Linked DNA regions of Mus musculus: regions 2, 3 and 4 are each linked to region 1. Evidence: chromatin contacts called from public Hi-C and HiChIP or PLAC-seq data. All regions are on one chromosome and are shown on one strand. Each heading gives the region's core, a stretch centred on a gene start, on an enhancer-like site or on the middle of the called end of the contact. The rest is flanking DNA. Distances are from core to core; before and after follow the strand shown. Region 1 overlaps Gm33624 (a long non-coding RNA gene). Region 2 has its middle 40 kb from the start of Ifngas1. Region 3 has its middle 74 kb from the start of Gm33337. Region 4 has its middle 5.7 kb from the start of Gm33337.

Evidence for each region. Hi-C and Micro-C count contacts between places; a contact is called where the count stands out from the background. HiChIP or PLAC-seq counts read pairs in DNA pulled down with a chosen protein or histone mark.
Region 2: a contact with region 1 is called in an H3K27ac HiChIP or PLAC-seq map of heart atrium, with 10 times the contacts expected there. The contact joins two enhancer-like sites. A contact is called at or near these places in 11 of 484 Hi-C or Micro-C datasets (CD4 T cells, CD8 T cells, Sertoli cells and 7 more) and 6 of 115 datasets of contacts at active chromatin or transcription factors (bone marrow-derived macrophages, heart atrium, hepatocytes and 3 more).
Region 3: a contact with region 1 is called in a Hi-C map of myocytes, with 4 times the contacts expected there. The contact joins two enhancer-like sites. A contact is called at or near these places in 1 of 15 datasets of contacts at CTCF or cohesin (the NIH/3T3 cell line), 2 of 484 Hi-C or Micro-C datasets (bone marrow-derived macrophages and myocytes) and 2 of 115 datasets of contacts at active chromatin or transcription factors (embryonic stem cells and memory CD8 T cells).
Region 4: a contact with region 1 is called in a Hi-C map of myocytes, with 3 times the contacts expected there. The contact joins two enhancer-like sites. A contact is called at or near these places in 5 of 484 Hi-C or Micro-C datasets (bone marrow-derived macrophages, cortical neurons, myocytes and 1 more) and 2 of 115 datasets of contacts at active chromatin or transcription factors (memory CD8 T cells and thymic regulatory T cells).

The regions. Positions count from the first base shown.
Region 1 is chr10:118,989,186-118,995,490 of GRCm38.p6, reverse strand. Gm33624 (a long non-coding RNA gene) reads left to right here. Exons shown (of 4, transcript XR_872094.1): 2 at 2,473-2,577; 3 at 4,798-4,940. Among named protein-coding and RNA genes, the nearest start is that of Gm33624, 15 kb to the left of the region's middle. Within about 2 kb of position 4,055, at least 56 of the 459 cell types and tissues checked have an H3K27ac peak or open chromatin away from gene starts, as enhancers often do. A contact at or near this core is called in heart atrium and myocytes, where this site is marked.
Region 2 is chr10:118,592,908-118,599,212 of GRCm38.p6, reverse strand. No RefSeq gene overlaps it. Among named protein-coding and RNA genes, the nearest start is that of Ifngas1, 40 kb to the right of the region's middle. Within about 2 kb of position 2,807, at least 12 of the 459 cell types and tissues checked have an H3K27ac peak or open chromatin away from gene starts, as enhancers often do. A contact at or near this core is called in heart atrium, where this site is marked.
Region 3 is chr10:118,638,985-118,645,289 of GRCm38.p6, reverse strand. No RefSeq gene overlaps it. Among named protein-coding and RNA genes, the nearest start is that of Gm33337, 74 kb to the left of the region's middle. Within about 2 kb of position 4,024, at least 42 of the 459 cell types and tissues checked have an H3K27ac peak or open chromatin away from gene starts, as enhancers often do. A contact at or near this core is called in myocytes, where this site is marked.
Region 4 is chr10:118,706,918-118,713,222 of GRCm38.p6, reverse strand. No RefSeq gene overlaps it. Among named protein-coding and RNA genes, the nearest start is that of Gm33337, 5.7 kb to the left of the region's middle. Within about 2 kb of position 3,827, at least 18 of the 459 cell types and tissues checked have an H3K27ac peak or open chromatin away from gene starts, as enhancers often do. A contact at or near this core is called in myocytes, where this site is marked.

The sequences.
Region 1 (6,305 bases), core at 2,806-5,305:
GAAAGATGTACTTACAGGGCGGGCGGGGGGTTGGGGGGGGTCAGCACAAACGTGAGCACTCAATGTTGAGGTTCGAAGTTGGGTGAGATGCTGTTTAGTGTGAGGGAGGGTGCTTAGTCTTTTCTGAACTCTTCTGACCTTCTTGAATTTCCCTGAAATTTCTTTGGAATAGAGCTAGAGAACAAACACATTCATAAATGACCCTGAGCAGAAACTAATTTCTTTTCTTTGCGACTTGGAAAGTAAACTAGATATTGGACTACATGGTACCTATCATTATAAACTTCAAGCCACTTTACGAAAACTGACTCTTTGAACTAAATCCCTGCTCCAGGTTTGCAGTTGGAATGGTGGCGATTCAGGAGATAAACTTGACTCCAAGTTTTAGGCCAGTAATAAATAATAAAGAAAAATAGACCTATGTGTGTGATTTTTGACTTGAAATCTAAAAGCCACTGACTTTCAGAATTGCGTTTCTTCTAGGTTTGCTTATCTAAGCCAGGAGGAGGCTGCTTAGCCAGAGGAGCCTCTGACATCCCGGTGTAGGGATTTTTCTTGGTGCCTAAATATAGCTGAAGAAAAAAAGGCCTTTCATCAGCTCTTACCTGCTCATCGCTGGAGATTGGCTGACCCTGAATGAGGTTGATCTAGCTACCTGAGATAGATAGACTTTCAGTCTAAATCTGAATCTACAGGCTTTGCTTCATCTCCCCCCACCCACAGTATCATGCCAAGAAAATGGGGGGGGGGGGACCACATTAGTTTCAGCCACAATACTGCTTTACGTTAAAATCAGGAACAACAACGTTATTGGCATTGTGTTTTGCTCCTATGCAACGGTTGGTTAGGTAACTGCGTGATGGTTAATGCTTCCAACCTGTAGATTAGCTCAGGTCCGAGCGTTTCCCCACTCTGAACCAAATTGCGAGCAATATTTTTTTGTAAAGTTAATCTAATACATCTGAGTAGAAATCTCATTAAGGACACCTGGAGCCATGCTGAAGTAGACACCAGAGACTTGTAATGCACACTCTTGGCTCCCCATGCTCGATCCCACCTAGAGTGGAGAAGGCCTCTGTATGACGTCTTCCAGGCACATGCGCAGATCATTCACCTCCCTCAGTGTCCATGGGGGATGGATCGTCTTCCTTACTGTTCTGCTGAGCCTTCGGTAAGGCCGCTGGCAGACTCCAGGGCCTTGCCAGCGCTGCCTGCAAGCTTCTTGTTACACACTCTTTTATGGCCACTGCTCCCCGGCTTGTCTCAGTGGAAGGCAGGCTAGCAAGTCTCTTTTCTTTCAAGCAAGGACAGGATTAAGGTTTAAAGTGATGGTGTTTCTTTGATAGCTCCCGTGCCAGCTTAAATCTCATTAGCACTCTTCCTGAGTGTTACTAACTGGCCTATCTGGTATTACAGGTATTGCCAAACGGAGTCTAAAGAGAGGTGGCGTGAGGGCTGACCTAATCTGCAGTAGGAGTCAATTAGCAGGTGCTGGTGGGCTTGAGGTGCTGTTAGTAATGTCTCAGTGTTCGGAGTTTATTGATTTACCAGAGGTTTCACAATCTCACTGGCTTCACGCCAGTCTATTCACGTCCCTTAAGCACCTAAGTATGGCTTTCTCTCTTAGTTTTGCATGGTCATCTAAGGTCACCCCAAAGTGAATCTAAGGATAATGTAGTCCAAAAAAAAAAAAAAAAATTGCTCCAAATTTTTATTGGAGAAAGAAAAGCCGCACAGGAAACAATCAATGGAGAATTTGCTGAGTCAAGATGTCCTGTTTGACAAAAAGGTGAGTTCGAGACCCGGAGTCTGGTTGGGAGAGCTGTGTTATCTTACTTCTGCTTTCATGGTTATTGGATTATGGAGTGAAACACAACAAAGCTAAGAAGGTTCCACTTTTTATGCATGGTGCTAGGTAGGGTTGTCTTGTGCAGTGGGTTGACTGGCGTGCACCTTCCACGGGCTCCTGTGTTTGATCTGATGGTTTCCAGCTGGTGATACATCTTTAAGAGATTGGAGAACTTTTAGGAGGTACAGGTTTGCTAGAAGAAATGGGTTGCAGGGGGTAGCCTCTGAGGTTTTATAGCTTGGCCCCTTGTACTGGCTGGTTTTGTGTGTCAACTTGACACAAGTTGGAGTTATCACAGAGAAGGAGCCTCCCTTGAGGAAATGCCTCCCTGAGATCCAGCTGTAAGGCATTTTCTCAATTAGTGATCAAGGGGGGAGGGCCCATTGTGGGTGGTGTCATCCCTGGGCTGGTAGTCCTGTGTTCTATAAGAAAGCAAGCTGAGCAAGCCAGGGGAAACAATCCAGTAAGTAACATCCCTCCATGGCCTCTGCATCAGCTCCTGCTCCCTGACCTGCTTGAGTTCCAGTCCTGATTTCCTTTGGTGATAAACAGCAATGTGGAAGTGTAAGCTGAATAAACCCTTTCCTCCCTAACTTGCTTCTTGGTCATGATGTTTTGTGCAGGAGAAGATACCCCTCTTCCTGTCTACTCTATACTTCCTGTTGGTCCAAGATCTGAGGAGTGTGAGCTGCATGCCCTGCTCCTGCCTCGATGCCTGCTCTACCATGGTGAATTGTATCCCCTAAGTTGTGAGCCCAAGGGAAACCTTCTCCCCTTAAATGTCTTTTAGCCAGGTATTCTGTCACAGTGGCAAAAATAACCAACCTGCCATGCTAAGAAGTCTAATGAATTGGATCCCAGCTTAAAACAGTTTAAGCTGAATTGAATTTTAAAATATCACATGCACGGTGAAGAATCTTACCAGCGTCAAAAAAGAATTGCTTGAGAATGTTGTCCATTTGGAGGCTGGACCCAGTGACCTTCTCCATTCTTCAGACTGTCCTTTAATTGCTGATACAGTCTCAGTGACCTAAGTGGGTTAAGGTGCCAAGCCTGGCTCCTTCCAGCCTAGTGTGCAGTGATATCTCACTGGCTGCTAAGGGCTCAGCTTCAGGTTGGACTCAGGCAGATCTTTCTTGGTTGGATTGAGTATTAGCCATTCACAACATTTTTTCCTTCCTTCCTTCTTTCCTTCCTTCCTTCCTTTTTTCATTCTTTCCTTCCTTCCTTCTTTCCTCCTTTTCTTTGTTTGTCTGTTTCTTTCTTTTGGTCGTCCTTTCTTTCTTTCTTTCTTTCTTTCTTTCTTTCTTTTCCCCTTCCTTCTTTCTCCTTCTTTCCTCCTGTCCTCCCTCCCTTCCTCCCTTCCTCCCTCTTTCTTCCCCTCCCTTCATTTCTTCTTCCTTCCTTCCTCCCCCCTCCTCCACTTCTTTCCCCTTCCCTCTTTCCTTCTTTCCTTCTTTTCTTCCTTCCTTTCTTCCTTCTTTCTTTCCTTCCATCTTTCCTCTCTCTCTCTCTCTTTCTTTCTTTCTTTCTTTCTTTCTTTCTTTCTTTCTTTCTTTCCTTCCTTCCTTCCTTCCTTCCTTCCTTCCTTCTTTCCTTCCTTCCTTCCTTTTTTTTCTTGAAAGAACTTACCAATTAGGCATCAGGGCCTAGAGGAAAGGGCCCAAGAATCATTTTCCCAAGTAAAGAGCAGTTATCACTTCTCAACTTCATCACCCAGCTGTGCCTCAGTTTCCTTATGAGCAAAATGTGTTCCTTCCTTGCCTTTCATGGGCACAAGGAGGGCAAAACCTCATCATGAATGTGAGATATTTTTCACAGACAGGTAGATCCAAGTCTTGCTATGGATTGCCCAGTGAGAACCATCACACACATAACTATAACATATGACCACCACATAGAGCATATGCCTTTAGACCTCTTCCCAGGAGAGGACGAAGTGAACACTCTAGATTTGTTCCAGATCGGCTTTTTTTTTTTTTTTTTTTTTTTTCTGTTTCCCATCACCCTTTCTGTGTACCTGAGTCCTTGGCAGCCCCCACCCTGCTTCCCCAGCAGGCTTTCTGTACCCAGTGTGGAGAGTTCCCACACGGTGGCCCTGGGCTAGAAGCTTCACTAGTGTTCTCTCTCTCCCTAACAGCTCTGATTCTTGACTGCACTTATTTCGGGAGGCTCTTGCTCCTGACCGCTGCATGGAATGTGTGCTGCTGGTGACTAATTGTTCTGGGAATGACATCTCTGTTTGGGCGGTGTCCAGTTCTCTCTCCTTCTGTATGTAGAGCCAACTCTGATTTATATGTCTGTGAATCTCTGATGAGCTGCGGAGGAGGCTCGGGGAGGTGGGATGGAGTAGAAATGCCGTTGGAAAAGATAACATTTTTTTCTCTGACTTTGGGCTCAAGAGCAAGCCAAAGGTTGGCCACCATTCACTGTCATAATTTGGGCAGAAGAACAGAATCAGGTCTTGTCGTGTACAAATGCGATTTTTTTTTCTTTTTCTTTTCTTTTCTTTTCTTTTCTTTTTTTTTTTTTTTTACCAGAATCCATCATTTCTTATTCATGACTACATGCGAGGTCATGAAGGTAATCTCAAAGCTGGGAAGACATGATCTTGTAGATTTTTCCTGGACCTCCAAGACATCTGTCTGATATTCTAGATTACGGATTTCTTCTTGTCCTCTTGGGCATGAACAAGTCACTTCCAGACAGAGGCAGAATTATTTTAATAAATGTACTGTGGAGCTTTAAGTCAGGCCCACACAGAGGGATGGCAGGTGTGAACATCACAGATAGAATGGCCTCACAGTCAGCTCCGTGAACTCAGTCTGCAGTTAAGGCTCTTGTCCTGGTGGGGCAAAAGATAACACTAGAATCCCCCAAGTGGTGTTGTTACACAATTTTAAGTGCTGTCCTGCAGCCTCTTGCCAGGGTTTGTCCTTCCTTTCCAGCCCCCGTGGCTTGCTCCCTGCATTCCAAAATGCTGGATGAAGAAAGAAAAACACGAAGCATAGAAACCGTTTGTGGCGACGTTTTTGGATCACTTCTGGTCTTGTTTTGACAAGCAGGGGCTTGCAGCTACTTTTGATTTCAGGTGGGTATGATTATTAAGCAAGAATAAGGCTCATGAAGGCCAGCCTGGTGCTCTAGGCCTACGATCCCAGCAGCTCTTGAGGCTGAGGCAGGAGGATTTCAAATTTAAGCCTTGCCTGGGCCAGCTTGGCCAATTCAGTGAACCCCCATCTCAAAATAAAAATGAAGGATGAGGGATCTAACTTGTTAGGTTCAATCCCCAGGAACCAAAACACAAAAATTAAATTAAGCCCCTTGTTCCTACTCAAGAAAGGACAGAAACATAGTCAAGACAGATTAGGTTTTTATGGGCTTTCCTGTGAAAACAAAGCCTTCTGAGCTGATAAGCCAGGAGGATTTTTGTTCAAACTGTGTATCCTTTGTGGGGCAGTTGACTTTTCTTCCATTCTACTTTCATCCGGGTGCCCAGGCTGACGGAGTAACTTCCATCAGATTTGTAATGGTGTTCCAGAGGGACAGGAAGCAGGGTGAGCCACTTGCGCCCCTGAAGCATCTGTTTATAGGAGATGTTTGTCATTCCTGATGGGGTTTCGCTGACCACCACCGGCCAAGTGGCCACACCCCAGGCTAACAGATGTTTAATCCCTGCCGGACCGCTTCCACAGGGAGGGGTTCTGAAATACTTAGCGAGGGTGTGGTAACATAATCGACCACACCCAAGAGTATAAAATATTTAGCATACGATAAAGATACCTTTCAGATTATTCAAGGGATGGGCAAGACAACAAATGGTCCTGGGAAAGCTGGGGAAGATAATATTATAGATTACCTCAAGTCATATAGAAATGGCTTACAACGGATTAGTGATAAATAATTGGAAATAATATAGACAATGATTCATTTTGTAACATTGCTTATGAAGGGTTCTCTTGTTTTCCACAGCATGATTTATTTGTTAACTTTTTTTTTTTTTTTTTTTTTTTATGTGTGGTAGGGAGGGAAAACTGCTGGGGCCAGAACATGGGGGAAACGTGAAGGCTCACCTATGCCAGGCAAATTCTTTGCCACTGAGCCATGCCTCCTTCCCCTGTAAGTCTCCATCAAAAGGCATAAAACAAAAGGTGGAGACGATAAGGGTCCAGTCTAGTACAGCTGATATAGAAAAGGCAGAGTCTTCAGTAAGACCATAAACGAAGCCAATCAAGAGGCAGGAACAAAGGGTGGGCAGGGTTGGAGCTGCTTCTATGCTCATGCTAGTTATGTTCCCCCCAAAACCTGTTTTCAGTGTCTCCCATGAACGGAAGACACTGAGGGACTGCCCACAGTAGGTTCTCATTAGTAAATAAAGATGGCGATAGCCAATGGTCAGGCAGAGAGGCAGAGGTGGGACTTCTAGGATTCTCTGGGCAAGGGACCAAGGGAGGAG
Region 2 (6,305 bases), core at 1,558-4,057, 400 kb after region 1:
AAGACTCAAACACATGCACTCAGGCACATAGACACACATAGGAACATGCATGCACAAATACATGCACAAATACTTGCACACACACACAAGCACAACTTATAGTAATTTACTACATTATATAGTTGTCTAGGGAAAATAGGTGCATTTGTGTGCACACTTGGACATGCGTGCATGTGTGTCTACATATGTGAATATATGTATGTATGTATGTATGTATATGTATGTATGTATGTATAGTGGGGTAGTGAGTGTTCCTGTTTTACTGGAGAAAAACCTTCAACTTTCTACCTACTTTTCCATGTGTAAACTCAGTATAACCTCCCTGAGATCTCACTATAAAAATTAATAACCCAAGTTAGGACACAATTCGCTCCTACACAAGGACGTTCCTAAAGAGCAGATGGAAGCCAGCATCTCCCCGGGGGCCTATCACTGAGGTAATGAGCAGAGTGAGAGCAGTGGAGTGAGCATCCCACCTCACAGGCAGTACCTGCCCCTGTGGGGGCCACGCTTCAGGAAACAGGGGGGATAAAGACAGCTCACACAGCCCCCACACCAAGTCATACAGTGTGTGTGTGTGTGTGTGTGTGTAGGGGTGGTATGTGTGTGTGCACAGGGTGGGTGTCTATATGTATGTGTGTGTATGTGTGCCCTCCTCTGTGTGTGTGTGTGTGTGTGTGTGTGTATGTGTGTGTGTGTGTGTGTGTGTGTGTGTGTGCCTGCCACCACTGCCAGCTCCCAAGTCGTCCTTGAAGAGGAGTTTCTACTGTTGCACCGTCACCTGCTTTATTACAGTTTTGAGAGAAAGCTGACCGGGAGTGACGAAAGCAAGCTCTCTGTTGAAATCTCCTTCATCCCGCTGGCTCCCTCTTGTTCTCTTCTTTTGAGAGAGCCTCTCATTCTGTAGTCCAGGATAGCCTAGAACTCACAAAGTATAGCCTGTGCTAACCTTGAACTCACAGTAATCCTCCTGTCTCAGACTTCAGAGTATTGGGATTATATGGGCACAGCAATACGCTCAGCTGGCGCACACACACACACACACACACACACACACACACACACACACACACACACCGGCACGCACACGCAAGCAAATGAAATTAAAAAGTAATAACGTAGATTCACAATGGATGCTTGCTTTTTTTCAATTACACAAACCCTCAACTCTATATGACAATGAACTCATTGGAAGAAAATCCATTCGATGAATTTTAAATTTGTTTATATTACTTCTTCAGGTTTCAATGACTATCTCTGTTTTTCTTTTTTTGTTTTCTTTTAATTTTTTTTGAATTTTTTTCCCATTTTTTATTAGGTATTTAGCTCATTTACATTTCCAATGCTATACCAAAAGTCCCCCATACCCACCCACCCCCACTCCCCTACCCACCCACTCCCCCTTTTTGGCCCTGGCGTTCCCCTGTACTGGGGCATATAAAGTTTGCAAGTCCAATGGGCCTCTCTTTCCAGTGATGGCCGACTAGGCCATCTTTTGATACATATGCAGCTAGAGTCAAGAGCTCCGAGGTACTGGTTAGTTCATAATGTTGTTCCACCTATAGGGTTGCAGATCCCTTTAGCTCCTTGGGTACTTTCTCTAGCTCCTCCATTGGGAGCCCTGTGATCCATCCAATAGCTGACTGTGAGCATCCACTTCTGTGTTTGCTAGGCCCCGGCATAGTCTCACAAGAGACAGCTACATCTGGGTCCTTTCGATAAAATCTTGCTAGTGTATGCAATGGTGTCAGCGTTTGGATGCTGATTATGGGATGGATCCCCGGATATGGCAGTCTCTACATGGTCCATCCTTTCGTCTCAGCTCCAAACTTTGTCTCTGTAACTCCTTCCATGGGTGTTTTGTTCCCACTTCTAAGGAGGGGCATAGTGTCCACACTTCAGTCTTCATTTTTCTTGAGTTTCATGAGTCGCCCGACACCCGCAAGGGCCCACACAGGATTCCCCACGGGATCCTAAGACCTCTGGTGAGTGGAACACAGCGTCTGTCTGTTTTTCAAGCATCAACTATTGGGCAGGCTTTCGTTATTGAAAAGGATAAGCCCTGCTTCTGCATATATCGGGGTCCTTGAATTCAATTCCAAACTCATTTACGGTGCCATTGAGCTCTAACAATGAACACTTACCAAATGTGTATGAAAATCCACTTACCAAATACTGTCTTGTAAATGTCTCCCTAGCAATATTCAGTAGCTAGTAGCTATCCCCTGAGCTACTCAGAGAAGGGGGCAGGGGAAAAGAAGCCTTCATTGAGCCAGTCAGTGACTCCCATGTCAGGCCAGTGAATTGGTTGCCCCTGGAGCACAGGGTAAGCAGCCCTGTACAGTTAGTCCCAAGGGTCTTATAAGTAACTACCAAGGCTGATCCAACCAGGCCTGGGGTTGGCCTCACTGCTCGAGGTCAGCAGGAAGTGGAGCTCTTCCGGAAGTTCACCCTGGTTGTATCTGAAATTGTCCTTTGGCAAAACTGAAAGATTTCAAGTGTAGAATGAAAGGCTTCATCCATTTTCTTCTCAGCTCTTGGCTAAGTCCCAGCTGCCCATTTGCACAAGGAGTGATTTTGTGCGAACAGAATTGAATGTGTTACCTCAGCAAAGTGATTGTTTCAAAGAGCCTTCCCCTCCCCCATCTCTGTTTAAAGTGTACCGGGAAGAACTCCCTAACATCAGCTAAGAGGTGCAGGAGTGTTGCAGTGTAGCTTTGTCTGCAGCTGATTTGGAACTGTCCGCATTTGCTTTCTGATACAGGGCTGCCAAGAAGGGACCCAAGGGCTGGACGAAGAGGAATGAGCTTGTCAGTAGCAGATAGCCAGCGCCTTTTTTGCTTCATCCCTGCCAAGGGAGCCACCAGCAGCCAGTTCAGAGAACACCTCGCGAGGGAATCCCGTGCGCCTTTCCTTTTCATTGGAATGACTTAAAGAGTCCTCTTCTGGGAAGAGGAATTTGAAAGATTGAACTCCCTGGGACTAAGATAAGCTAGGTGTCCTCAAAAGAGCAAGCAGCGAGCTAGCAGCCTGGACGGGGAAGTACGTTGCTGTCTCCAGTCTTAGAGGTGTGGCCTGGTGAGGGTTCGCGGAACAGAACTTCAGTTGTGAGTGTTGTTTTCTGTTGTAACCTATGAGCATTGTCAACACAGCAGTGCCGGGTAATGTTCATCTCCTCACGTCTCCTAAAATGGAATATTTGTTAGCAGATCAGAAAAAAAGCATTAGTAACTATAGCATGCTTTATAGATTAACTATGGTCAACTTTTTTCTCAGACCTTTCAAATTGCTCATATAATTAATTGTCCTTGAACCGGGGTCACGTGGAAACCTCAATAAAAGCACAAAGCCTTCTCCTTCCAGGTAGTTGTAATCTCGTAGGTTTTAAGAAGAATCTGTGTTTTATCATTCTTACAGATAATTTTGACGTAGGCCAAACTTTGCTACTGACTGGGTTAGAGGCACCCGAAGATAGTCATTTTGATTTGTTCTAATAACTTTATCCATTAGATTAAAAGGGAGGGGACACCAACCGGTTATCTAACACCAAATCTTCAGCTCTGAAACTATCCAAACATAGACGAGACATGCTATATTTGGAAGTATAGATGTATGTATATATACATTGTTTGTGTAATAACAATTAATCTTAAATGGGGGCCATGAATTTGAAAGAGAGCAAGGAGGGCTATATGAAGAGGTTTGGGGGAGAAAGGGGATGGGGGAAATGATATAATTATATTGTAATATCAGAAAGAAAAGTAAAAGAACTAGAAGATATGCCTGAACAGCGAATCAGTTTTACAAATCTTACTTGTGCATATATGAGTGCATGTATGGGCCTGTGTATGGGTGTGTGTTATGAGTGTGTGTGTGAGTACATTCATGAGTGTGTGTATGAGTGTATATGGGTGTGTGTATGAATGCATATATGAGTATGCATATGTGTGTGGGGGCCTGTGTATTGGTGTGTGTATGAGTGTGTGTATAAGAGCACATATGAGTGTGTGTGTATGAGTGTGTATGAGTGGATGTATGAGTGTGTGTATGGGTGTGTGTATGAGTATATGTGTATGTATGAGTGTATATGCATTTGTGTATGTATGTGTATGAGTGTATATGGGTGTTTGTATGGTGTGTGTGTGGGTATGTATGAGTGTGTGCATGGGTGTGTGTTTGGGTGTTTGTATGGTGTATGTATGAGTGTGTGTGTGAGTATGTGTATATGTGTGTATGAGTGTGTGTATGGGCATGGGTATGAATGTGTATGGGTGTACGTGTATGAGTGTTTAGGGGTGTGTGTATGAGTGTATAGGGTTGTGTGCATGAGTGCATGTATGGAGATGTGTATGAGTGTTTAGGAGTGTGTGCATGGGTGTGTGTTTGGGTGTTTGTATGGTGTATGTATGAGTGTGTGTGTGAGTATGTGTATATGTGTGCATGAGTGTGTGTATAGGCATGGGTATGAATGTGTATGGGTGTATGTGTATGAGTGTTTAGGGGTGTGTGTATGGGTGTATGGTTTGTGTGCATGTATGGAGATGTGTATGAGTGTGTGCATGAGTGCATGTATGAGTGTGTATATGAATATATGTAGGAGTGCATTATGGGTGCATGTATGGGCACATGTATGGGCGTGTGTATAAGTGTGTATGGGGGGTCAGCTCTCAGAAGTCTGACCTCTCGTTTCACCATGGGTCTCAGGGATCGAGCTCAGGCCGTCAGGCTTATGCAGCAAACGATTTTACCCAGTGAGTCCCTTGGCCAGCCTACAAACCTTCCCTTTAAACATAGAGATGTAGACACACCTTGTGTCCCTTCAGGATCCCATTTGGCTAAGTCATGAAGTAGAAACTTGAAAACCTAACTCTGCAGATGTTAGAGTCTAGGTTTGAAGTGCCACAATCCTGTAAAACCCTGCCTGGAAACCAAATCCTTGCTCTCTCATGGCGACCAAGTTTTCTTTGGTTCCTAGCTTTTAACAAAAGAACTCGAGATTTGAAGCCCTTCTAATTAATTGTCCATTTCTTGAGGGATGGAGCCTGTCCTATGAACACCTCCTCCCTCCTCTAGCAACACAGTAACAGCTTTGCAATAAGCACTATATAAATGTATCTTAATTTTCACTAGTTTGTAAATTTCTAATTTATACTCATTTTTAAAAATTAAGGACGCCGATGAAATGTAAATGTAATTACTGTTAACAGTTTGAAAGACTGGTGTGTATTTGCAAGTGTATTAAACTCTTTGGGAAAAAAAGATGTTTTCTAATCTCAAGTTATTTCTCTCAGGGTTGGGAAAATGCTGCAATTTGCTTCGAAATAGACTCCCAAGTGTTGATTTAGCATCTTTCATAAATACAATCCCCACGCCTCTGCTGTGTAACTGCTTGTAAATAGATTGGCAATGGATGTATAATAAACAGCTCTCTTTACAAACATCTGAAGACACCATTCAAATACACCAACACACGAGACAAAACTACACATCAGTTTGGTGAATACTTAATTATCCTTCCTAAGTACCTACTACTATGAGACACAAATACTTTGCTTCCTGCTGACATAACATGAAGCCATGGGAGGCAGGAGGCCAGCAACGGTGCCCTGACTGGCCAGAGCCTTCAGGAATATAAGAACAATAATCAGTGTGCCAGCAGCAACCCAACTGAGCAAGGGCTTCTACAGTGGTCTCTGTCCTTCATGAAGTCACAGTCTAGAGAAGTCAGAGGCACTGAAAGTCATTTGTTGTAAAAGCTGGGAAAGGCCACATAGCTATGTATTGGAAAGAGAGAGAGAGAGAGAGAGAGAGAGAGAGAGAGAACTGCCTGTGGTCAGGCTTAAGAGACCAGAAATATTTTGAAGAATAAGCAAGGAGTTCACCCAACAATGACTCTGTAGGCAGGGGTTCGGTCTACTGAGCTGGGTTTTCAGATAGTTCAGGATACCTCAGCGTGTGCTCTGAAACAGCTCAACAAGAAAACATATGTGCCAATGAAGGACTGAGCAGAGGAGCCAGTCTCAGCAGAAGCCAAGAGTCCAGTCAATACTCTTAGACCATATAAAATCTCGTTCCGCTCATGGAAATACAGGCAGCAGGGTGCCCCGCTTAATAGAACAGAGGGATGGAAGCATCCATAAAATAAGATTTATTCATTTTCCCTAGTAAGGGCCGAACCTCTTTGTGTGTTCTTGTTAATTTATAAACTTTCCAATTCATAGTCCAAGGACCCATCCCGCTGTTTTCAAATAACCGTTAGAGATAATCTTCGGGGTTTTATTTAGACCATATGACCTTAATTTTTA
Region 3 (6,305 bases), core at 2,775-5,274, 350 kb after region 1:
TAGATGCTGATTAAGAAAAAAATTTTTCCATTGCTTTCTGACTGTGTGGAGAAAGGGACCAATCGCTTGGTCTCTTTCATTTATTCATTTACAACATTAGGGTGATGGGAGCCTTCATTAGTTATCTCTCAAAGGATAGTTCTATGAATCAGAGATAACACATTCCAAGAAATATAATTCGTTGCTGGAATAACTCATAATTGAAACAATAGAGAGTAATCATCCCAGAGATATGTAGTTTCAGAAACCCGAACTGGTATTAGATTAAGAACAGGAGGGAGCTAGACCAAGGTGACTTCAGTCACTCGTGTCTTCAAAAGGAAAAGGAGTCCATTATCACTCCTCACTCCAACCGCTTCCATGTCAGCACTCCCAAGCAAGCATGGCCTATACCCAAGGTTCTCAGGAAGATGGCACCCAAGCACAGAGCTTGGACGGTGAGCGTGGAAGGAGGTCTCTAAAAAACCAAGAGTACACTTTAATGCTTTTTTGCAAGAGGAGACAGGTGTGTGATGGAAAAAGAAGAGTAGGCCAAGTTCGTGAAGCAAGGGGAAGGAGCTGGCAAGGAGTGTGACTAGCACGGACACAAGATAAACAAGACCCTTGCTCTGCAGGAAGGAGAGGCATAGCACAAGAGAAAAGGAGAGAGGGGAGGGGAGGGAAGGGCAGGGGAGAGGAGGGGAGGGGAAGGTCACTCGTTTATGCTGAGCATGAACTGTGACATGTACTTGGTCACACACTGTTGGCATTTTGTCTAGGCTCTGCCCCACAGCGACCTGGCAACAGCCAGGTGTACCTGAGTCACTATAAAAGGGTCTGCTTGCCCCCTCCTTTCTCTCTTGCTCTCCCTCTGTCCTCTTGTCCTGTTCTCCCCTCTCTCTCCATCCTCCCCACGCCCTCTACTTGCTCATGGCCGGCCTCTACTCTTCTTTCTTCCCCCTGCCCCCTCTCTGCCTTTCTCTGTCTCTATGACCCTCTCAACTCCCTTCCCCATGAGTTGAATAAGCTCTATTCTATACTATACCTGGTCCCTCAGGGAGAAGGGATGCCACAGCACGGGCCCACAGAGGCACACCTCCCCCCACCCCTTCCCCAACCCTTTCCCCCACCCCTTCCCCCATACCTTACTGCACCTCCACCAAACATATAACTTCTCTCCTTATCTTTTTTACAAAACACACCGCACACCACTTAGAAGGTCTTTGAAGGAAGTCAGTCTCTGCAAACCTCGGTCTAGCTGGAGGGAAGGCTAGGTACTATGATGGAGAAGAGCAGATTTGGAATCAAGGATGCTGGTGCATTGTTAAAGTCTGAAATAACGTCAAGAAGGTAGCAGATGGGACGCCGAGTGAGTGTACAGAAGGATGTGGAAGCGGAGACTTAAAGACTGAGATTTTAGATTCTGCAATCTGTGCTGCTGGCGATCCCCAAAGACACAGTCCTGAGCACTGTAATCTGATTGGTGAAATCCAGGTCACATGATGTAGTGCCCTTAAAGATCACATAGCGTTGCTAGGCCCTGTTGATTTGTGTCTGTGGAGTTACACACCATCACGGTGGGTGCTTCCTCATCACGTGACAGACAGGAACAGGAAGGGCTAAGATTACACTGCCCCCATCAGTGACATACCCTCAGTGACCTGGCTTCCTCTCACTAGATACTACCTCTTAAAGGTTCTGCTACTCCCCAGAGCACCACAGGCTTGGGACCAAGTTTTGAATTCATAAGCATTTGGAGGACATTAAGGATCCAAATCGTAATAATGCCATACTCCAAACTGTCTCTACTGGGCTTTTATCAGATGTATACAACTCACCCCTGTTGGATTTAACTATACAGAACTTGCCTGTTACTTACATACTAATGGTAGGAAAAACAAAATACTTCATAATATTGAAAATTTCATGGAGTTTGTAGAAAAAGAAAAGAAGAATTTCAACTGATTCCAGTCAAGTCCAGAAACCACAATGACACTAGATACACTATGAGTTTCCAGGATAAAATTTCAAGTTACTGCTTAAGAGAGACAGAGAGAGAGAGACAGAGAGAGAGAGAGAGAGAGAGAGAGAGAGAGAGAGAGAGAGAGAGAGAGAGAGAGAGAAGAAAGATAGATTGATTCTTTGTTTTCCCTACTAGTCCAATGCCAAAATAGATGAGTGGATTGACCGCATAGTGTGACAACATAAAAATGTCATTTGTAAATGCATCATTTGTCTTCATTGACATTCCTTCTAGCTGGTGAAAGTCTAGAAGCTTTTAATGAATTGTAGGCTCAACTTGCCTAAAGCCAAGAAGTCACTCCTTCAAAAATAATACAAACTTGGAATGATAAGGAGACATACAGCTGTGTGGCTGCTGGATTGCTGTTATTATTTTCATCGGCTGGGGACATCTCTCATTACTACCAGGGCTGGGGACGTTCTCATTTCCATCAGAACTGGGGACATTCTCATTTCCATCAGAACTGGGGACATCTCTCATTTCCACCAGGACTGGGGACACATCTCTCATTTCCACCAGGGCTGGGGACATTCTCATTTCCATCAGAACTGGGGACATCTCTCATTTCCACCAGGGCTGGGGACACAGCTCTCATTTCCACCAGGGCTAGGGACACATCTCTCATTTCCACCAGGGCTTGGGACTTGTCTCAGTGGGTGTGAGGATTGGAAACTATCCCCAGAGAAAGGAGAAAACATGTGAGCTGCAATATGGATTACAGTGCAGTAGAAAGTTCTGTAGGGTGCCATGAAAGAAGGCTGGAAGTAACTGAACAAGGTACTGACACACAGAATTGATTTTCAGAGTTGTGACAAGGTGCAGGGCAGGGGGCGGGGTGTGTGTGTGTGCAGTGCAGGGGGTAGCTAGGACAGTGCAGGGTGCCAAAGAGATACTCATAGTTTGTCCCTTCTTTGAGCATGTGTAATGTCACTGCTCTCCAGAATGTGGACTCTCTCCTTGTGATTCCACTAAGAATATTCCACGGCACTGCAATCACAAAGCTCCCAAGATCCACCTCTGCTTTGAATGCAAGCTCTGTAAAGGCTCTCTATCACTCACTGTGCACACGTTTGTGTGTGTCTGTGTGTGTGTATGTGCACGTGTGTGTGTGTATGTGCACGTGTGTGTGTGTATGTGCATGTGTGTGTATGTGTCTGTATGTGTATGTGTGTGTCTGTCTGTGTGTGTATGTGTGTATATATGAGTATGTGTGTGTATGTGTGTATGTATATGTGTGTGTATATATGTATGTGTGTATGTATGTATATGTCTGTGCATGTGTGTATGTGTATGTACATATATGTGTGTATATGTGTGTATTTGTGTGTATGTGTCTGTATCTGTGTGTGTATATGTGTATATGTGTGTGTATGTATGTGTGTGTGTATTACGTGTGTATGTGTATGCATGTATATGTGTGTATGTGTGTGTATATGCATGTATGCATATGTGTGTATATGTGTGTGTGTGTGCATGTGTGTGTATGTGTGTATATGTGTGTATGCCTATGTGTGTATGTGTGTGTATGTGTGTGTGTGTGTGTGTGTGTGTGTGTGTGTGTGCGCGCATGCATCGTGTCATCTTTCTCTGAGGATCTGATTTGATTCTCAGCTAGTACCTTTTCCACTGCACTGCTTCACAAAGCTCAGGGGCTCCAGTCTGCTATGTGTGCCCAGGCTCTGTAAAGGCAGGGAACATCTCTGAGACCTTTGCATTTCTGTGGTCTGTGCCCAGGCAGGGTTCCCTGCTTCTGATCCCCTGAAGACTGAAGGAAGAGCTACCTGGATCCTATCCCTGCTACTTTAACAAGCCTACTTGGCCACCAGAAGGGAGTGGACACATTGCATGCTATCACCATTTAATCTTAGCATGAAAATTCAATTACCTAGTCTCAAGATTCAATTTGGGAGGGGGACAAAACACCCCAAAGACACAAGGTGACCTGTCTGGGTGGTATGACCTAGCCCACAAGCCAGATAATGATGCCCTTCTGTCAGCTGGGCCCCAGGAGCTGCAGCCCGGAGGGAGAGGAGCCCAGCCCTGACAGATGGCAGCAGAGGCTGGGCTGATTATGAAGCTCATCCAGCCCGAGCCTTTATTTCATCCCCAGCACCAAGGTCCCTTCTGAACACAGGCTGTTTACTTAAAAGACACACACGCCTGCTTCTGTTCATCTGATTCACAGTATCAAAATGAACGTGGACAGCCGTCAGATGGTTTTTTCTCTTTTTCTACTAACGATTCAATTCTGCCTCTTGTTAAGGAAATTCATAATCCATTTTGCCCCATAATTATTTTGTGTAAGTGGGAAATCAAATCGGAAGTGGCGGGAGAGAGAGAATGCCAGGAAAAGAAATTCAAATCGGAGTGGCTTCTTGGCTAACGCTATTTCTCTGCGAGAGTAATTCAGACTTTTGTATAGACCCACTTGGAAAAAAAAAAAAAGAGGCAGCAACCAAATTGGGCAAGCGGGTGGTTTCCAGAAAAGAAAACAGATGCAACTCAGAAGCTTGGTTCTTGGTTTTGCTTTTCTGTGGGAGAAACCTCAGCTCCCCCTCTAGCAGAAATAAATAAGTGGCTTCAGGATTTGTCCCCAAAGTGAACTTCACACCCGTGCTATATGTAAACACTTCAGACCAGAGGGGGTGAATGCCCAGTGGCACGTGAACAAAGAAGTCCCCAGGAAGAAAAGCAACATCGGAAAATGATCCCAACCTCTGCCACTCAAAACACCAGGGAGGAAAAATGTCACCCCAGGCAGCAGCTGTGAATGACAGCATGCCCCAGATCTCACTCAGGGTCCCTTCTGGCCAGGTCTTATGCTGTTTGGAAAAGTGACAGGGGTTATATTTTTGTCACCCAGCTGTTGCTTTTTGTCTTAGTAGGCAAGAAGCTGTGATGGCTTCTTGGCGACCCAAGGTTGACTTATTTAGAACTGTGTGCAGTGGCTGATGGAGGAAGGGCTCCAAGCAGGTGCTCTCAGCAGACGCGCATTCTGGAAAAAGCAAGGGCGTGGGCCAAGGTACCAAGTGAAATGCCATCTCATTAGTCAAGGCAAGGCCCTGCCTGCTGGCTGCCTGTCTTGAGAGACTTGTATGGTGGCTTCCCCCACCCCTTTTTTGGCATAGCCTAGGATAACAGCTTTCCCACATTTGAAGGTTGCAGAGGGGGAGGGGAGGGTGACTAGAAGGAAAGCAATTTTTTTCTTTGTTATTCTCCAGTTGGTGGATTATACCTGGCCATAAAAGCAACGTGGTTTAGAGTAGAGGGTCCTGTTATGTCTGTAATCCTAGCACTCAAAAGGCTGAGGCAGGAGGATCCCTGGGAGTTTGAAATCAGCGTGAGCTACATAGTAAGTTGCAGGCCATACTGGGCTATCACTCAAAAGCAAACACACACACACACACACACACACACACACACACACACACGCACGAAGAGGGAAACAGAGGTGGAGATAAAGATGAAGGTGAAGCCGGAGGGGGAAGAAAGGGGGAAGGGGAGAGGGAAAGAAGAGGAGGAAGAAAAGGGGGAAAGGGAGAAAGGGAGAAACTAAGAAGGGAGAGAAAGGGGAGGGGGGAAAAGGAGAGGGACAGGGATCGGGACAGGGAGAAAGAGAGAGATCTAGAGCCCAGGACAGGGAACCCAGAAACTCAATTTTAGCCTTAACTTTGTCACTAATGAAATTACTTTAGATAGGTTACGTATTTATGCCTTTGAATGCCCATTTCTGACAGCATAAAGCAAGATAGTTGTAATAGAGAATACCTACTATGTTCATGTGTTCTGAGATGAAGAAACCTTTTCTAATTCCAGGCCTATTCATGTGGACCCTCGTGTGTGTGTGTGTGTGTGTGTGTGTGTGTGTGTGTATCCATGTGCACATAAGCAGAAGTCAAAGCTAGCTGTCAACTGACTTCCTCTATAGCTCTCTACCTTACTCTTGGACACAAAGTCTCTTACTGTCCCCGGAAGGCACCATTCTGGCCATGCTGGCTCTCAGCAGCCCCAGGGATTCACCCACTTCCACCCCCACCCTCAGTGCTGGGGTTACAGCTATGCACAGTCATGCTTCGGTTTTAGTGAAGGCTGGGGATCCGAAGTCAGGCTCAGTGCTGAGACTTGGATTTATTAATCTCAGGGCCTCCAAAAGATTGTGCATTTTAAATTATCTTGTCCTCAAGCAAACTGGCTTCACTCAAGGCTGAATGGAGAACCTGAGTGAGATGCTGAGGTGACTCTCTGTACCTCATATGACTGTGGCATAATCCCTTCCCGAAACAACTGCTCCGAGAAAGCCAAC
Region 4 (6,305 bases), core at 2,578-5,077, 280 kb after region 1:
CTTCTCTGATGCCACTGCACTTTGAACTTCCCTGACATAAAAACAGAGTGTGGTGAGTTGTTCACTATACTTCACCCGCAGGATCCTTTAGTTCGTCACCCACAGGGTGGTTGGACTAAGGCACCTCTGCTGGGGTGTGCTGTGTGTGCAGAGGACTTACAGAAGAGTGGTTGTCAGTCAGGAGAGAGATGAGAGATGGAATGTAAACCCAGCTCCGTGCTAAACACTGATGGGTAAAACTTGTTTAAAATTATTACCTATGGGACTGAATTAGCATTGGGAGCAAGTGACTGGAGAGAGATGGCCCTGAGAGAGAAGGGAGCACCCTCTTTCCTGCCCCCTCTCCCTCTACCCTTCTCTCCCTCCCTCCTCTCCCTCTCTCCTCTCTTCCTCCCCTCTCTTCCTCTCCCTCCCTCCCCCCTCTCTCCCTCCCTTCTCTCTCCCTCCCACTTCTCTCCCCCTTCTCCCTCCCCTTCTCTCCCTCCTCCCTGAAATTAGCTACTTTGTTAACGCTTGTGATCATATCCCAATCACAATCTGGATTTAAGCTGCTCCTTTTAAATTATTGTTTGTCTTTAAGAAAAATTGATTCCTCCTCCTTCTTTTCCTTCTTTTCTTCTTCTTCTTCCTCCTCCTCCTCCTCCTCCTCCTCCTCCTCCTCCTCCTCCTCCATCTTCTTCTTCAGTCCTAGTAGTCTTGAGTAGAGTATTGTAAGGAGAGACCATGGAGTCGACCAGAAAACAAGAGATGAAGTACAAATAGAACCCTTAAGAAGAAATCAGTGGTTCATAGTACCATAATTAACATAAATTAGCTGGACCATGGAACACAGAAAAATCCCCCAAAGACTTCCAGAGTTCACTGCAAGAGGGCCGTCTAGAAGCTAAGATGTTCTAGAAGCGTGCAACCCGGCAGTGGGTTAATGAGATGTAACGTGAGTAGGCAGTATAAAGGTTTCACACAGACCAGACAAGTCTTAACCTTGCTCCATATCCCACGTGAAATAAAATATATGTCACTGGGCCTCTGAAGGAAAGGTATGCTTTGCTCTCTGCTGAGTCGGCAGGAAAGAATGTTCCAGACGGCTTGCCATCTTTCCTCTGCTTCCAAAAAAGATTAAGACTGAAATAAGTCGGGCCAGAAATAAAACCATGCCCTTCCTCCCCTTCTGCCATCAGAGATTAAACAGAGGATGACCAGTCACTGCTGACTGCCATGTTCCTAGGCGAACGGAAAGTACAGAACACTGAAAAGGAGGGCTCTGGGGGCTCCCTTCACAGGACGGTGTCCACACACATAGGTCACCTCTCAGGTGCAGGAAACCACATATTGATTTAGTGTTAAAACACATATTTGTAAGCTACTGAGGAAACCCTTAGGGCCAGCAGATTCTAGAACAGTTCCGTTTAGGCCACACCCTTCAGTAAGAGCTTCCATGTCTTTGAGGGCTCATACTCCTCCCCCCACCACCACCTAAATTTAGTCAATGGGTGGCTGCTCAGTGAGCAGGTTGGAGAAGGGATTTAAGGAACACTTATAAATACTCTTTGTTAAGTTTCTGCCGTCTGTTTCGGAGTCATTCAGAACACCCATGTGGAGAAATGCAAATCTCTCTCAAAAGACTAAGCCTGGAGCCTCTCAGGGAGCCAGGCTTTGTTGTCAAATGGATGTCTGGGCAGTTTATTAAAACTCCTCGAGTTTTCAAGCCAGCCTTGGTTCTGGTTCCTAGATTAACACTGAACAGCGAAGTAGGACTCAGAATCAGTTGTCCAGCGTGCTCCAGCGAGCCCAGACCTTGTGAGTGGGAGTATCTTAGGGACGTTTAGAAATACTCCAGTGCACATGGGAGCAAAGGCAAGCTTCCTGCCGGGGATGTCAGGCTCACGGCTTCGATTGTGCTTCTTCCGTTGTTAGGATAATTACTGTTTATTAAGTCAGTACTCACAGTGAGCCTCTCCTCCCTAAGATCCGGCTTGAAATGAAGGCTCCGTTACCTTCTGATCTGTTACTGATCTGTTCTGATCTGTTACTTTCTGATCTCCTGGGAGGAGCTGAGGGTAGGTCACAAGACCCCCTTTAGAGTTCCGGGCACCTTTTTATGTATATTTTTATGTATAATAAACCGAGCTGGGACGGATGCCTCCCTATAACTTCTGACTATTAAAATGTCCTTCCTGGGAGTCATGCTTTCTTTTAAACTTTACTTTGGGAATCTGAGATTTATGTTCCAATGCCCTGGAAAAAATACAATTTAAAAATAAAGCCTTCGTGCAGAGGGCAAGACTCAGTGCCACAGAAATGCCATCCAAGGGTTGGAAAAGATCCGGCTAAGGCTTTTGCAGCACCATAAAAGACTTGTGAACACTCTGGACAATTTTCTCAATGTAACAGCTTAGACTCATGTAGTTGTAAGTAATGGAAATTTACTCAGGCCCGGTTAGAGAAAACAAAGAGGATAAAGGAAATTAGACTCTCATATGGTTGGTTCCAAAGGCCTAGCTCCAAACCAGCCTATAATGGCGAAGAAGTTCTACAGTCAACATTAGACACTAGGACAGTCAAAGTCAATGGACACTTTTAATCAATGGGCCTTTAATGATGTCCAAGCTCCGAAACTCTGGCCCTTGTATCTGCATTCCATATGTTGGGGTTCTGGAGCCATGTATCTGATGTTTCCACTTTGATCGGCTATCTACTTTTTGATAGTTATTCTAGAAGACAAATCCAGTTCTTAGAACCCTGGGTTCTCTAAGAAACAGGTGCTAAGGCAAGGTTTGACATGTAAGAGGTTTGTTGACTGGGAGAACTACACATGGAGATGTTAAGGACATAGGATGCTTGGGTAAAACCCTGGGAGGGAGCCGAGCAAAGGATGAATGGGCAGAACCTAACACTCCAGCAAAAGCCACATTTTACTGGCAACCGTACAAAAGTGAAGCTGCCACCATGCCTCTGCTGTTGGAAGTCTTTGGCTGCAAGCCAATGGTAGGAAGGGTAGCCTGGTCAATGAATGTTGTGATGGACTCGTGCAGAAACAGCTGGCACCATCATGAATCTCATCCTCACGGCAGCACTGCTGGCCCGAGGTGGCCATGTCTGCCTTAGTCCTTTTCCTCAGTAAGAGGAAAGAGTAGAGAGATCATCTAAAGATATCGCCTCAGCGTTAGCCTTATGGGCTCAACTTGTGAGAACTGTCTATGCGTCTGGGGCTCTATGGGTACCATGACGTAAGCCTGATCATGCCCACGGTTCCCTGCTTCTTAGAATAACCGTTTCACTTCTGTTAGCCTGTTTTGCCACATCTATTTTAAGATCTGGTCAAGCAAAGAGTTGACTCAAGTGTCATCTGTCGTCATCTGTCGTATCACAGGGAAGTCATCCCTTGGATGATGATAATACCCAAAGCAACTGGTCTTTACCCTGGTTTTGTTCCTGTGACTAACTTGTGTGTCAAGCTGGAGCTGTCACAGAGAAAGGAGCCTCCCTTGAGGAAGTGCCTCCATGAGATCCAGCTGTAAGGCACTTTCTCAATTAGTGATCTAGCTGGGAGAGCCCAGTCCATTGTGGGTGGGACCATCTCTGGGCTGGTAGTCTTGGGTTCTATAAGAGAGCAGGCCGAGCAAGCCAGGGGAAACAAGCCAGTAAGGAACATCCCTCCATGGCCTCTGCATCAGCTCCTGCTTCATGACCTGCTTGAGTTCTAGTCCTGACTTCTTTGGTAATGAACAGAAATGTGGAAGTGTAAGCTGAATAAACCCTTTCCTCCCCAATTTACTTCTTGGTCATGATGTTTTGTGCAGGAATAGAAACCCTGACTAAGATATCTGCCTTCTTGTTTCCTAGGAACCCCGTCTGTGGGTTTTCACTTTGGCTGTGCTTGTAACAAGCAATGCATGGCTTTCAGTGCAGAATGGCTAACTGACTACAAGAAAACAAAACAAAACAAACAAACAAAAAACAAAACAAAAGATGGAGGTATGGAGATAAGGAAAGGGGTTGATTGGTCATGTGGTACCCAGGATACCGAGAGAAATCACACTTCCCTCACACATGTACTTCTTTCTGCTTCCTACCCAACAAAGCCTCAGGATTTCTTTCCATCACAATCTTCATTTTCTACCTAGTTCCTCACCAAACAAGCGAAGGGAGCCTCACTTCTCTGTCTGCACATACACAAGTCCTGAGAAAAGGGTAGGGGCCTCCTATCCTGACTGACTGACTGACTGACTGACTGGGTAGCCCTGGGATATTTTTATTTTTATTTTTTTTTGTTTGTTTGTTTTGTCTTATTTTGTTGTTTCAAGACAGGGTTTCTTTGTGTATCCCTTACTGTCCTGGAACTCCCTCTGTAAACCAGGTTGGTCTTGAACTCACAGAGCTCCTCCTGCCTCTGACTCCTGAGTGCTAGGATTAAAGTCATGCACCACCACTGCCCAGCATCTAACTCTATATCTAACCTCTGATATTACACACACACACACACACACACACACACACACACAAACACACACACATACACGGACACACACAGACACAAACACACACACGCGCGCGCGCATGCACACACAACACACTGCACATCAGAACTTCTCCAACTGCACCTCTGCTTTATGCTGAAATGCCTTTCTCTGTCTACAGCTTTCGGCTCCTTTTAATGAACACATCACTCCGAGAATATATAATGAGAGTTACCCAATTAAATGACGTTCTCTTATGGCTCTGAGGGTTTCTTTTTTCCAAGTTTTGTAGAATTTTATGTGAGACAGTATGGGTGTAAATAAATTATTTGGCCATATTAATCATGAACATTTTTATGTTAATTTCACATAAAAATAACACTCATCTCTCGAGGGCTTGATATCCGTGTAGATGTTTCTAATTGGGCAGCTGTGCAGGGTCTCATCGCCAAGGAGTCACTCCTCAGTGTAGCAAGCTCCTTCCATCCATAGCGCTCTTAAATTGAGACTTTTTGTTACAGTGACATTTTCCAGGAGCAGATATGAGGAAGGCAATGAGAATGGAGGGTTTTTCCTCAGCCACGATGAAAATTTGTTTATATCATTCATATGTGTTTTCCACTTACCATAATTCATAAGCTAATAAAACTGCAAACTGCCAGACAGACTAGGGAATGTCATCTGATGTGTACTGCAATCTATACCAGATTCACTAACAGAAACTTCTAGATAAACAATGGCATGTCCTAGAAAAATGGGTTTCCCCCAAACAACCCAATTGCAACTCATTATTTCTTACCACCTAAAATAATGGTCTTTTCTCACTTCCTTTTTACTTGTGTTACGCCCCCCCCCCCCAAGAACAACTTATGCTCACCAGTTCAAACAGTAGCTATTAAGCTCCATTTGCAGGGAGTATGTTCAGCAATGAATTTACAGAAGGCATTATGCGATACATATCCTGAAAACGCCAATGGCCAAGTAGAAGAGAATAGAACACAACCCACAGATAAAGATGAGAAAGGTGCTGTGCGGAAGGGACCTTGCCTGACTCTGGAGATCCAGGGATAGTTTCATGAAGCAAAGGCTTTAGATTAGCATTAAGCAATGGAGAAGAATAATGAGCCATTTGGGGAAACCAGTCGCTGCATTCAAAGGCTGAGAGCTGTAAAATTAACGATGTGCCAAAGCTTTAGGGGGACGTGGTGTGACTGACACACAGCTAGTCAGATGGGCAGTGCTGATGCTGATGCCATTGGCCAGGGTGTGGAGAGCATTCATAGCTGACCTAAGGAACTTGATAAACTCGGGGTGTGATTTGCGGTACCAACATGACTGGATTTAGGGACCTCTAGATGTCAGGTAAAGATTTGAACAACAGGGTTATGAGGGGTTTCCAGAGATGACTGACCATTTTATATCATTTAGAGTTGGTAGACTGAGCAGGACAAGGCCCTGCTCACTGTCAATGTGGTCAAGTGCTATTATGTTGTGGGAAATATTAAAAAACCAACTGGCACGTTCCCCCGTTCTTGTGCCTCTGCCCCAGCAGCCTGCCTGGCCGTGCACTGGTAGGCAATGGTCGGCTTGTTTTAATCTCATGGAGATTCTGACTCTGAGCTCCACAATATCACCCAGCTCGCTGGATTCCCACTGATGAGTCACTACCATGCCAACCCAGTGCCTCAAGTCCCTCACGGCCTTCGTGGAGCACCTCAGGAAAACCTAAGCTTGGTCGTCGTACCTTTCTCTCTTGAGCCCAAACAAGTTGCTGTGTGAAGGAAAACACAACACAAACTTAGTTCAGAAACAATGGTAACTCAATCTCTGGGTACAACAACTAAAACC